Linked DNA regions of Macaca mulatta: region 1 is linked to region 2. The links are chromatin contacts, called in public Hi-C maps. All regions are on one chromosome and are shown on one strand. The core of a region is the stretch at or near the end of the contact, and the rest is flanking DNA. Distances in the headings are between cores, read along the strand shown. Region 1 holds the start of PLEKHF1 (pleckstrin homology and FYVE domain containing 1). Region 2 holds the start of POP4 (POP4 homolog, ribonuclease P/MRP subunit).

Region 1 (5,635 bases), core at 1,671-4,170, 61 kb after region 2:
ATCCAAAAAAAAAAAAAAAATTCCTGGCGTTGGGCGCAGAGGTGGTTGCCAGAATCCCTAACTTGAAAATCCCAAGCCCCGCTGCTTTCCTGAAACCCGGGTTCCCGCAGTCTGGAAGCCAGCTTCTCCGCCGAAAGGGCTTCTTTCCCGAGAAGTAGCAAACGCCTCGGAGAAACCTCATTCTTTCCACAGCTTGTGGCTTGGCTGACTCAACTTCTGCCTGCCCCTGAGTCACGAGTTTTTCCTCTCTTATTTGGAGGAGCGAGGCCCTCCACCCAGCTGTCCCCACGCACAGCCAGCCTCGCTGGGAAGTGGCTGGACATCTGGAAACCAGTGTGTGCTGCCTCTGGGGCGTTTCTCGGAACGTCACTCAGATCCATAGCTGGAAGGAAGGACAGAAGAGGAGACTAAGGTCCAAGTGAGTCCTGGACCACCAGCAGGACAAGGCTAGGAGGGGTCTCCTGATTGCAGGACCAACACATCCTCCCTCTAGTTTCCCAGAGTCATGAAAAGGCTTCCTTCTCCCGAGGCCTCCTCTCTACGGATAAGGTGTTAAATGCCAGGACACTGTCACAAACAAGACAGCCCTGTCTTTCCAGGGGACTTCCAAGTCTCATGGCCACCTCCACCCCAGCCAGGGACTACCCTCCCTGAGAAGCAGCCTCTTGCCGGGGAGGTGGTGGAGCTGGCACTGAGCAGTCATGGATCGCAGCCTTGAAGGCTCAGCTTGAAGTCGCCCTCCACCCGCTGGTGACAAGCAGTGTGTACACTGGAGACAGTGTTTCCCAGCATCCCAGTGGCCCCACTAACCCTCCTGGTTATTACTCAGCCTGTGGGATCTCAGACCTTGTGTTTTCTGCTCTCTGTGGTATAGAGGCCTGGCTGCCCCTTCAGGACTTGTAAACCCAAACGTATATTCAGTTGGAGGCGCGGAAGCAGATAAAGCGCCCCAAGGGGGAAACCAGAGGGAGTGTGGGGACCATAGTGGAGGGGAGAACACAGGGCCCCTCTAAAGAGGACCCACATTCTCAAATCTTCTGATTTGAGAGGAGCTGAATATCCTGATTTTTATGTGAACTCTCCCCATATGAAATGTTCACAGCAATGCATTTTAAAAATGCTTAAACACTTTGAAAGCAAACAGACATTATTCGGGTCTTGTGGGGTTCAGGGTTACTTACCAGGTGGTGGCTTCTGTTGAATGCTCATAAATGCTGACCTTGCTGATCAAGGCAATGGTATGGTGGGCGCCATAAGGTGGTAGTGGGGAGGGGTCTCCCCAAGGCCACAGCTGGTGGCCCTCTCACTTGCCTGTCCCCTCCCCCTCCCCCTCCCCCCATCCCCTTTCCCTTCCCTTTTCAGCTGGGAGAGGCCGGTCTCCAGCACTGGACCCACCTCACAGCCTCACCCATACCCCCCGCCAGGACAGCAGGCACCTCTTCTAGCTCCGGCCCCACAGCCCATCAGTCCTCCCGCTGCTCCCCTCTCGCCTGGTCCTGGCCCAGCAGGCACTGCCCCGGCCTGAGCCAGACCCTCTCAAGGTACCCAGGTGGAGTTCTATTTGGCAAGACAACCTGCATCTATGTGACAGGTACTGACTGCATTCCTCCTATGCACTACCCATTCTCAGCACTCGGGATGCAGGGGTGAATGAGAATAAAGTCCCGCCTGAACGAGAAGAAATTACCATCTGGCCCGTGGGGCTCACGGCCTGGGTGGGAGGCAAGCCACCAGCATGACTTGTTGATGAGCATTCCACAGAAGCCACAGCCTGCTAGGCAGCCCTGAACCCCACGAGTGGCCTCAGGAGAGGACTCTGGGTTGGGAGAGATGCTTTACAAAATGATAAACACGGGTGACTGTGGAGGGAGATGGGATGGAGACAGGGAACCACTTTGGGTGGCCAGGGCAGCCTCCCTGAGGAGGTGACAGTCTGAGGCCTGGTAGGTAGAAGCAAAGGCCTGGGGCTTTAAGAAATAGGAAGAAGCCCATTTGAGAGGACCTCTGGGAGGAGGCCAGGGAGGGCCAGGAAGGCCTCCCGGGCACTGAGGCCTGGGAATTTCCTTCTGAGTCACACAGGAGGCTCAGGTACAGTTGAGCCAGGGGTGACATAACTTGCTACTAGTGTTGGACTTGGGTGATGGGCACCAGGGTCCCCTGGACTGTTCTCTTTCCTTCAGTTTGAAATTCGCCACTATAAAAAGTTTAAAATAGGTCAGGCACGGTGGCTCACTACTGAAATCCCAGCACTTTAGGAGGTCAAGGCGAGAGGATCGCTCGAGCTCAGGGGTTCGAGACTAGCCTGGGCAACATAGTGAGACCCTACCCCCCCCCCGCCCCCCCGACAGTACAAAAATACAAAAACTAGCCTGTCCTGGTGGGCTAATTCTCCTGGGGTCAGGATGATTTCTGTGCAGGCTGCAGTGAGCTGTGATTGCGCCATTGCACTCCAGCCTGGGCATCAGAGGGAGATCCTATCTCAAGAAAAAAAAGGTTATAAAGTGCTGCTGCATTTTCATATTACGATTATTGACCACTGAGGGTGACTGTGCTGTGAGGCCCGCCGGAGGCACCAGAAGGCACAAGCCTCCCACTGCCCGTTTCCCCGCAGAGCCCCGCAGATCTCGCAGTCGCGGGCGCCCCCACCCCACCCCTGCCCAAGGCCAGGGTCGCAGTCCCAGCAGGTGACAGCAGTCGCGCTCCGCGTGGGGCAGCGGCGGGCGGAAAGGGAAGCCGGGCGGGGCCAGGGGGTCAAACAGGGGCGCCAGTCCCGCCCAGCCCCAGACCTGCGGCGCTCAGGAGCCCGGGCGCCCTCCCGGAGCCGCGCCCAGGCCCCGCCCCTCCCGCTTCCCGGGCTCCGATTGGCCGAGCCACCGTGGGGGCGTGTCCGGTGGAGCCGGCTGGGACCTGGGCGGAGCGGGTTGGGACCTGGGCGTAGCAGGCGGGGACCCTGGCGGCCGCGGTGCGAACTCGCGGGCTGGGCACCGGGCCGGCGCAGGAGGTGAGTCCCCCACCGTCCCCAGGCCGGGCTGCGGGTCGCGGGGCAGGCGCAGGAGGGGAGTCTCCCATCCCGACCCCCGGGGCAAGCGAGCTCCCTCGGGCCGCGCCGTCTTGGCGGCTCCTGGGCGGGCGGGGCGCAGTGCCGCGGACTCCAACCCGAGAAGAGGCCGTGGAAGGGCGCTCCTGGGCGGCTTGCTGGGTGAGCGCTGCAGGGAGCCTGGGGAGAGCGAGGGAGAGCGGTCAGGGGTCAGAGGGGCCGAGGCGGCGTCCTCGGGGAAACGCGCAGGTGTAAGGTGGTGGAGGCGAGGGGTTCGCGGGCCACCCGGGACTGCAGGGGTCTCAGCGCACCCGGTTGATGGTGGTGTTTCCAGGATCCTGGCCTCGTGTGGCCGCCGGGACCTCTCTCTCTTCTCGGTCCCAGTCTGCAGTCTGGAGGCCTGGATGGGACCACTGTCCCTCTGGGCAGGGGCGCGGCGGGGGGCGTTGGGGTCCCAGTTCCTCTGGAGCAGTTGAGTTTGTGAATCTTGGTGGGAGTTGTCAAGAAAAACAGGGTCGGGCACGGCTCCCATCTTAGAGAGGAAACTTGAGCAGGCCAGCAGAGAGAGGCTGCCTGGAATCTCCCTCCTTTCTCATTTCCCCAACTCTTGGCGGGCCGTTTAGGGCAGAGGTGTGGTCAGCCTCTTGGCAGGTGGGAAAGCAGAGGTTCCCAGCCGCCCTGAAAGTTGGTCTCTGCAGCCCAAGGGGAGCCCTCCTTTGGAATTTGAACACCTCTGGTATCTCCCACTCAGAGAGGGTCAGAGGCCAAGGAGGTGGAGAGATAGTCCCCTAATGCGCTGGGATCGCCCATCTGCACAGCGTCATTCCCACTGGAGTCTGTGTGAGCTGAGATGACTGTGACTTCGGCCTGCGTTCCTGCACAGGTCAGCCCTCAGGGCTGCCAAGGCACAAGTCAGGCGGCCCTGGGCGAGCTAGGGGACCTGCCCAATCCAGTACCCCCCGCCCCCCGAGGAAGGAAGGGGGATTGGCCAGTATGGCCTGGAGGGTGGGACAGCCCAGCCAAGCTGACGGACCTGCTCGGGATGGGGTGGGCATCAGGCATTTGGAGCGCCAAGCAACACCCGCTGGACTCTGACTTGTGGAGTTCTGATTTGGTCTCTGGTTGAGTGCAGCTTTCCACAATTCATGGTTATTTTGAAGCCGGGCTTCCTCATCACTCAGCAGGGACCTTGGGCAGTGACTTTGATGTGGTGGAAGTACCTTCCCCAAGGGGGGCTTTTGTGAGGATTAAGTGAAATAATGCACGTAATATGCTTAACGTTGTGCCTGGTGAGTTCTAAGTGCTCAGTCGGCGGCACTTCCAGTTTTGTTTTGCTTTGTTTTTCATTACTGGTCTCTTCCCGGAGGAGGGCCTTCCAGAAGTCAGAGGGCTGGACAGAGCCGAGGGGCGGCCCTCTGGAGGGAGAGGAGGCTTGGCACCTGGTGCTGCGGTCTCAGTGCACATGGAGAAAACCTCACATCCTCGCGCTGGCCTGGGAGCCTGCAGGATGGCCCCTTCCAGCACTGTGACCTCATCTGTCCCCCTTGCCCCATCCCCATCGCTCCTTACTCCACAGCCTGACTTCACCCTTTCCACCTTGAGCTGCTCCCCAGGACCGGAGCTCTGCCCCTAGATCTTTGCACAGCTGACTTCTTCAGGCTGGAGGGAGTTCACTTCCTCCCAAGGCCTTCCCTGATCTCCACCGTCCTCCCAGCCCCTGCCCTGCTGGGCGCACCAGTCTTTCTTCACAGTGCTTAGCACTGGCTCTCAGAAAAGACCCTGTGAATGTACTTCTAGTCTCACTGGAAAGAAGTGTGCATTCCTGAAGGGCCTGGTCTCCAGCTCCCGGCTTTAACCTCACACAGTGTCTGGCACACAGTGGGACTCATAAATATTTGGAAAATGAAATCAGGCAGGCATAGAAGCAGGGTGGGCCTGCGTGGGGTCCAGGTCCCTGCAGGGAAGGAGCAGCCCTGATCTGGAAGTCAAGGGAAAGTCCAAAGGGCTGAGCTGCCCCCAGAACTCTGATTTCCTTGGTGACCCTGGCCCTGCACATCCCTGAGCAGGTTCTCCACGTGTAAGCCGAGGCAGAGGAGTTACAGCTCCCACTCCACCCCCGACCGCTGCCCAGCTCCTACTTTCCAGGGCTACCATATTGGGGCCCCACACATCTCTCATTTATCCAAAATGCTGTGTCCCGAGTAGGGGAGAGGACAGGACAACTCCCATCAGGACAGTGCCCTGCGTGGCCTGTTCAGCGTGCCCTGCAGTGTGTGTGTTATGCATTTTACAATGTGGCGTGGTGTAGATCAGGAGTTGGCTAACCTTTTCTGTCAAGAGCTGGTAGCAAATAGTTTAGGTTTTGCCAGCCATACAGCCTCTGTCCCGCATGACTGTGTTTGAGTAAAATTGGATTTAGAAAAGCTGGCAGTGGCCCGGATTTGGTGTAGCTCTCCAGCCCCTGCTGTTGAGCACATATCACACCTGGGCTGTAACATACAGAACCTGGCTTCATGGCTTCTACAGCCACGCGGTGGCTCTCAGGATGTGGCTCCCAAGCCGCAGTGCTCACGTGAGCACCTCCAGCCCCTGTGCAGG
Region 2 (5,126 bases), core at 630-3,129:
GAGACTGGCAGTTACCCAGGGATCTCAGAAGGAATCAACTGGAAGTTAAGAGTCCTAATAACCCCAGAAAAAAACTTTCAAAGACAGAGGTCTTCTCATTCATCCATAATCACAGAGGTCTTGCCCAAAAAGCCCCCCCTTGAATATACAGCTCTGAAATTGGCTAACACCTTCTGCTGTCTCATTCGATTTTAAAGTTCACATCTGTGAAGGGCTCTATTGTAAAACATGGTGACTACAGTTAATAACAGTGAATTACAGTTAATAACCTGAATTTCACTGAGAGTAGGTTTGAAGTGTTATCATCACAAAATGTGTATTAGCATTGCTCTTAGCTCATTTAGCCACTACACAATGTATACACATTTCAAAACATACTGCATACCATAAATACATACAATTCTTACTTGTTAATTTTTAAAATAATAAAAGTTCTCATTTGGTAGTTCACGTTATCGGTCCCACAAATTACAATTTTCAGACATCTGCAAAGGCAGCATGTTTTGGTTTAAATGTTGTATTTCTCAATTTTATACATATAAAATAAATGCATAAGTGTATTACATATTCAAAAACTAATATGTAAATTTTATATATATAAAGTCAATGCGCTGGGGGTCACTGGGATGAACGAATTTCAGTGCCTGCAGTCTCATGTTTAAAATCAAAATGGTACAAGGTAACCACCAAAGAAACTGTAAGCCAATGTTTCTCAAACTCAAACCCTTGGACATACTCCCAGAATCCCCTGTAAAGAAATGTATACTGTACTCAAAGTTGAGAACCACACAGGGACCATTTTGCTTTTCTCTCCCACCCAGCACAGGCCCAGTGCTCAGCAGAAATTGGGGTACCACGGTTCTGCCCAGCACTGGGTCACTCCTGAGAAGTCTGCACCAGGCCCTCCTGCACCTTTCCACTGAGCAATGGGGTATCTTTTTTATTTATTTATTTATTTATTTATTTATTTATTTATTTATTTATTTATTGGAGACAGGGTCTCACTCTGTTGCCCAGGCTGGAGTGGCATGATCCAGGCTCACTGTAGCCCTGAACTTCTTGGGCTCAAGTGATCCTCCCATCTCAGATACCCGAGTAGTTGGGACTACAGGCACGAGCCACCACGCCTGGATAACCTTTTTTTAAATGTTTTGTAGAGATGGGGGACTCCCGATGTTGCCCAGGCTGGTCTCGAACTCCTGGGTTCAAGAGCTCCTCCCGCCTGCGCCTCCCACGGTGTGAGCCACCTTTGATCTTATTGCTATGATTTTTTTATTGATAAAAACTAATATTCTGAGTCTCAAGAAAGCGTCTTGAAACCATCAAAGGGACCCAGGAGGCGCATCATCACCTGTGCGGCCGACCCCATTCACAGCACAGACTGCAAGTGAGGCTTAAGAGATGGGAAGTGCCCTAAGCGAGGTTAAACAGCTAGTCAGCAGCAGACACGGCACTAGAACCTAAGCCTGCTGTCCCAGCTTCGGTGCCCGTGCCCACAGCGGAAGCTGCCGCGGCTCATCCGTAAGAGCGCTGATTAGGGACGACAAAGACGTCATCCCACCGTCCCAGTCCCATTTCCGCCCTCCCAAGTCCCCAACCTTCCAGTCCTCTCCAAGTCGCCTCGCCTCACTCCGCTCTGGACCTTCAAAAGCATTCCACATGCCTTTACCCCAACCCTACTGACTGTCCCGCAAAAAGATGCAAGCGGAAAAGGCCCCAAGAAGCGACTCACGCCTCCCCACTGCTCCCCGACACCCGCTAAGACGCTCTCAGTCGCCCAATCCCTATCCAAGCGCATGCGCCCCCGAGGTGGGCGAGTGTCGGTGATGTCACGCACAGCGCCATCTCTGATATCCGAGAGTCTGCGACAGCAACTGCCAGTGCGTCATCAGAGCGCGCCGGAAGCGGTCCGAGAATGAAGAGTAAGCGGGGCCGGGAAGTTAGAGAGGGTTGGGGATGTTAAGGGTCGGGGTCCTGGTGCTGGTGGGTGAAATGGGTCCGGGCTGCCTGTCGCTGCGGAGTTCTAAAGAACCGCTACAGGAATGGGCCCACCCTACATAAAAACTGAGGGCTGGAACACGGGTTAGCCTGGCTCGACCTCTGAGCTAGGGAGGGATGTCAGGGCTGGAGTCAGGTTCTCCCGGGGGCTGCTCAGTGGTGTGCGATGCTAGAGGAGGGTTCCAGGCCTTGGCCCAACTTGGCCACTACCTCCCGGGGTGACCGCAGTCAAGACCCTGCTCCTTTCTGCGAGCTGGTTTCACACTCTTATCTGATGCAACGCGCCGAGAGCTGCTGGGGAATGATATCACTAACCCAGAGCTTTGGGACTTAGGGGTAGAAGACATGTGCCAAGGAGGGACGTGTAGTCACCGTTAAGACTGGGCCTTCGATCAGAATTTTGATTTTTCACCTCTGCCACTTTGTACCTATATGATCAAGTAGATTGTCTCAGCATGTCGGAGCTTCAATTTGCTCATGGGCACAAGTGTGATGGGAAAAAATATGTCTACCTTTTAATGAGGTTTCTGGCGAGTAATGAGTGTTCAGTAATTGTTAGATGTGTATTGTTGCAGAAAGACTTCCAAGTCTGTTACTAAGCACCTGTAACAGGTGAAGCAAAGTTATCAGGCCCCTCAAGTTGCTCTCTACAGTTTATAATCCCCAACTTCCGCTTGAGGGAGAACTAGATGCTGTATATAAAACTTGCAGCCACATTGGTTTGCTTGATCAAACATACCTGGCTGGGTGTGGTGGGACACGACTATAGTCCTTTGGGAGGCTGAGGCAGGGAGATCACTTGAGGTCAAGAGTTGAAGACCAGCTTGGGCAGCAACATAGTGAGACCCCATCTCTACAAAACCTGGAAAGAAAAAAAAAAAAAAGCCAGGTGTGGTGGCACACACCTGTGGTCCCAGCTACTCAGGAGACTGAGGTGGGAGGATCACTTGAAACCAGGAGGTCGAAGTTGCAGTGAGCTATGATTGTGCCACTGCACTCCAGCCTGGGCAACAGAGAAAGACCCAATATCAAAACAAACAAGAACGAAAAAAAACTTGTAACCACCTTGCATCAGACATTCTCAGGGAAGTACAAGAGAGCTGGAATTAAATTTACAGAGTATAGTGTAAATTACATTTTCTAGCTATTTAGCTCATAAACCAGGCCTTAGTAGTCCCATTCTTACTCCATTCACACCTGTACTGTGTCTCCAGTGCCATGGTTTTCTTCTTTCAATAAATTAAGAAACAGAAGTGTGGAATTTGTTTTAGAGGTTGAAACTTTATTGACTGATGTATATTTTGAGTTTAAAGGAAGAACTGTTGTATTTCATCAGTTCAGGACACCCTTGATTATATGATACATTATAATTTCATATTAAAATGTGAAGAATCTTTTTAAACATCTTACAGTTAACAAAACCTATTTCTAACCATCTACATCCTAGACAGCTATATCATATAACTTTTAAATGAGTTACCTCGTTAGCAAGGGCTCGGGCTTCTAACTTGGGATACTTTAAACCAGTGCAACTCAAAATGTGATCCCCTGACCTGCAGTAGCATCTGGGAATATGTTAGACACTCAGGATCTAGGGTAGGAGACCAATAATCTGCATTTTAATAAGATCCCAGAGATTTTTCCACACGTTAAATTTTGAGAAGCACTCTTTTTAAACCATGAGCTTGAAACTTCTAGCATAGATGTGGCCAGAGGGTGGGATAAGAGGCATCCAAGAAAGCTTGCTCTTCTTACCAACCTGATCTCCTATCTCTGAATATGAATAAGCATATGTTATAAGTGTAGTTCTTTTACTTTTTTTTTTTGGAGACAGAGTCTCTGTCACCCAGGCTAGAGTGCAATGGCACGATCTCGGCTCATTGCAGCCTCCACCTCCCAGGTTCCAGCGATTCTTTTGCCTCAGTCTCCCATGTAGCTGGGAATACAGGTGTGAGCCACCACCTCCGGCTAATTTTTGTATTTTTAGTAGAGACGGGGTTTCACCACGTTGGCCAAGCTGGTCTCGAACTCCTGACCTTGGGTGATCCACCCGCCTTGGCCTCCCAAAGTGCTAGGACTACAGGTGTGAGCCATGCATCCAGCGGTGTAATTATTTTCATAGTTAGAGAAGTCTTGGGTCTTACAGCCATACCCAACAAGAATTGATCATTTCTTGTTTTTAATCCTCTAGGTGTGATCTATCATGCATTGTCTCAGAAAGAGGCGAAAGACTCTGATGTCCAGGTCAGTTCTTGGCAGGAGGTCCAGGAGCAACACAGGTGATGGCAAAGATGGCTCAGTAGCTTCTGAGCCCCTGTCACTGGTTGAGATGTCGATACCCACATTGTACTCCTCATTTTTCTGGCAGACATCTAAGGCTGGATCAAAGTCTGTAGTTCTGATGACCTGTTCCCACTTGCCGGCCTCCTTTTCTGTTGTGCCAAAGTCACGTTTGGTAAAATGAGGCTTTTCTTAACCTTTTATCATTTCCACTATGTTGGGGACACCAGGCTGTGCCCATGTGGTGAGCAGCATCATTCAACCTTGTCACTGTGCCCTCTGCACTTCTGCAGAAGGTGTGCAATTACATATCATAAGTGAAATTTACAGATTATATCTGGATGCCTCAGCCTGCTTTGTCAGTTTCACAAAAGTTCCTCTTGTAGCTCATAGTGAGAGCATTACCTTGAAAGCAAGATTTTGAAAGACCAGTATGCCTTTATTTTGCTTCTCCATGAAAGACGAGCCACTCAGGTATTTAAGAGAATCAGATTATTGTCCTATTATAGTCACAATGATTAGAGTGAATTAATTTTTAGTTAGCATCTACAGGTGCAAAACTGAACAGAGTTCCCACCATCATACTGTGAGCTCCCTCGAAGACTATGTGTACCCTATCTTCCCATTGCTCTCCCACAGAGGGAGGGCTGGGTTACTAATGACAGATCAGCATCAGTCTGTCAGCCTCAGTCTTAGCATTTGGCACCTGGCTAGTGTAAAAAGCTCAGGAAACAGCCCAGCCAGGAGACAGGCCCTCAGGAGAGAGAACTGCCCAGGGCTGTGGCAGGCGCCAGGGCAGTGGCATCTGCCACCAAATGAGGAATCCATTATTGGAACTCCAACTTGAG

What was found. Hi-C and Micro-C count contacts between places; a contact is called where the count stands out from the background.
Region 1: a Hi-C map of CD4 T cells shows a contact between it and region 2, with 4 times the contacts expected there. The contact joins the promoter of PLEKHF1 here to the promoter of POP4 in region 2. A contact is called at or near these places in 3 of 14 Hi-C or Micro-C datasets (CD4 T cells, blood and cortical neurons).

The regions. Positions count from the first base shown.
Region 1 is chr19:40,939,043-40,944,677 of T2T-MMU8v2.0, forward strand. PLEKHF1 (pleckstrin homology and FYVE domain containing 1) reads left to right here and starts at 2,921. Exons shown (of 2, transcript NM_001193737.2): 1 at 2,921-3,001. LOC114673999 reads right to left here. Exons shown (of 3, transcript XM_077978028.1): 1 at 3,349-5,635; 2 at 2,370-3,217; 3 at 1-382. The coding sequence starts at 3,569. The coding sequence ends at 2,752.
Region 2 is chr19:40,879,187-40,884,312 of T2T-MMU8v2.0, forward strand. POP4 (POP4 homolog, ribonuclease P/MRP subunit) reads left to right here and starts at 1,880. Exons shown (of 6, transcript XM_077978031.1): 1 at 1,880-1,922.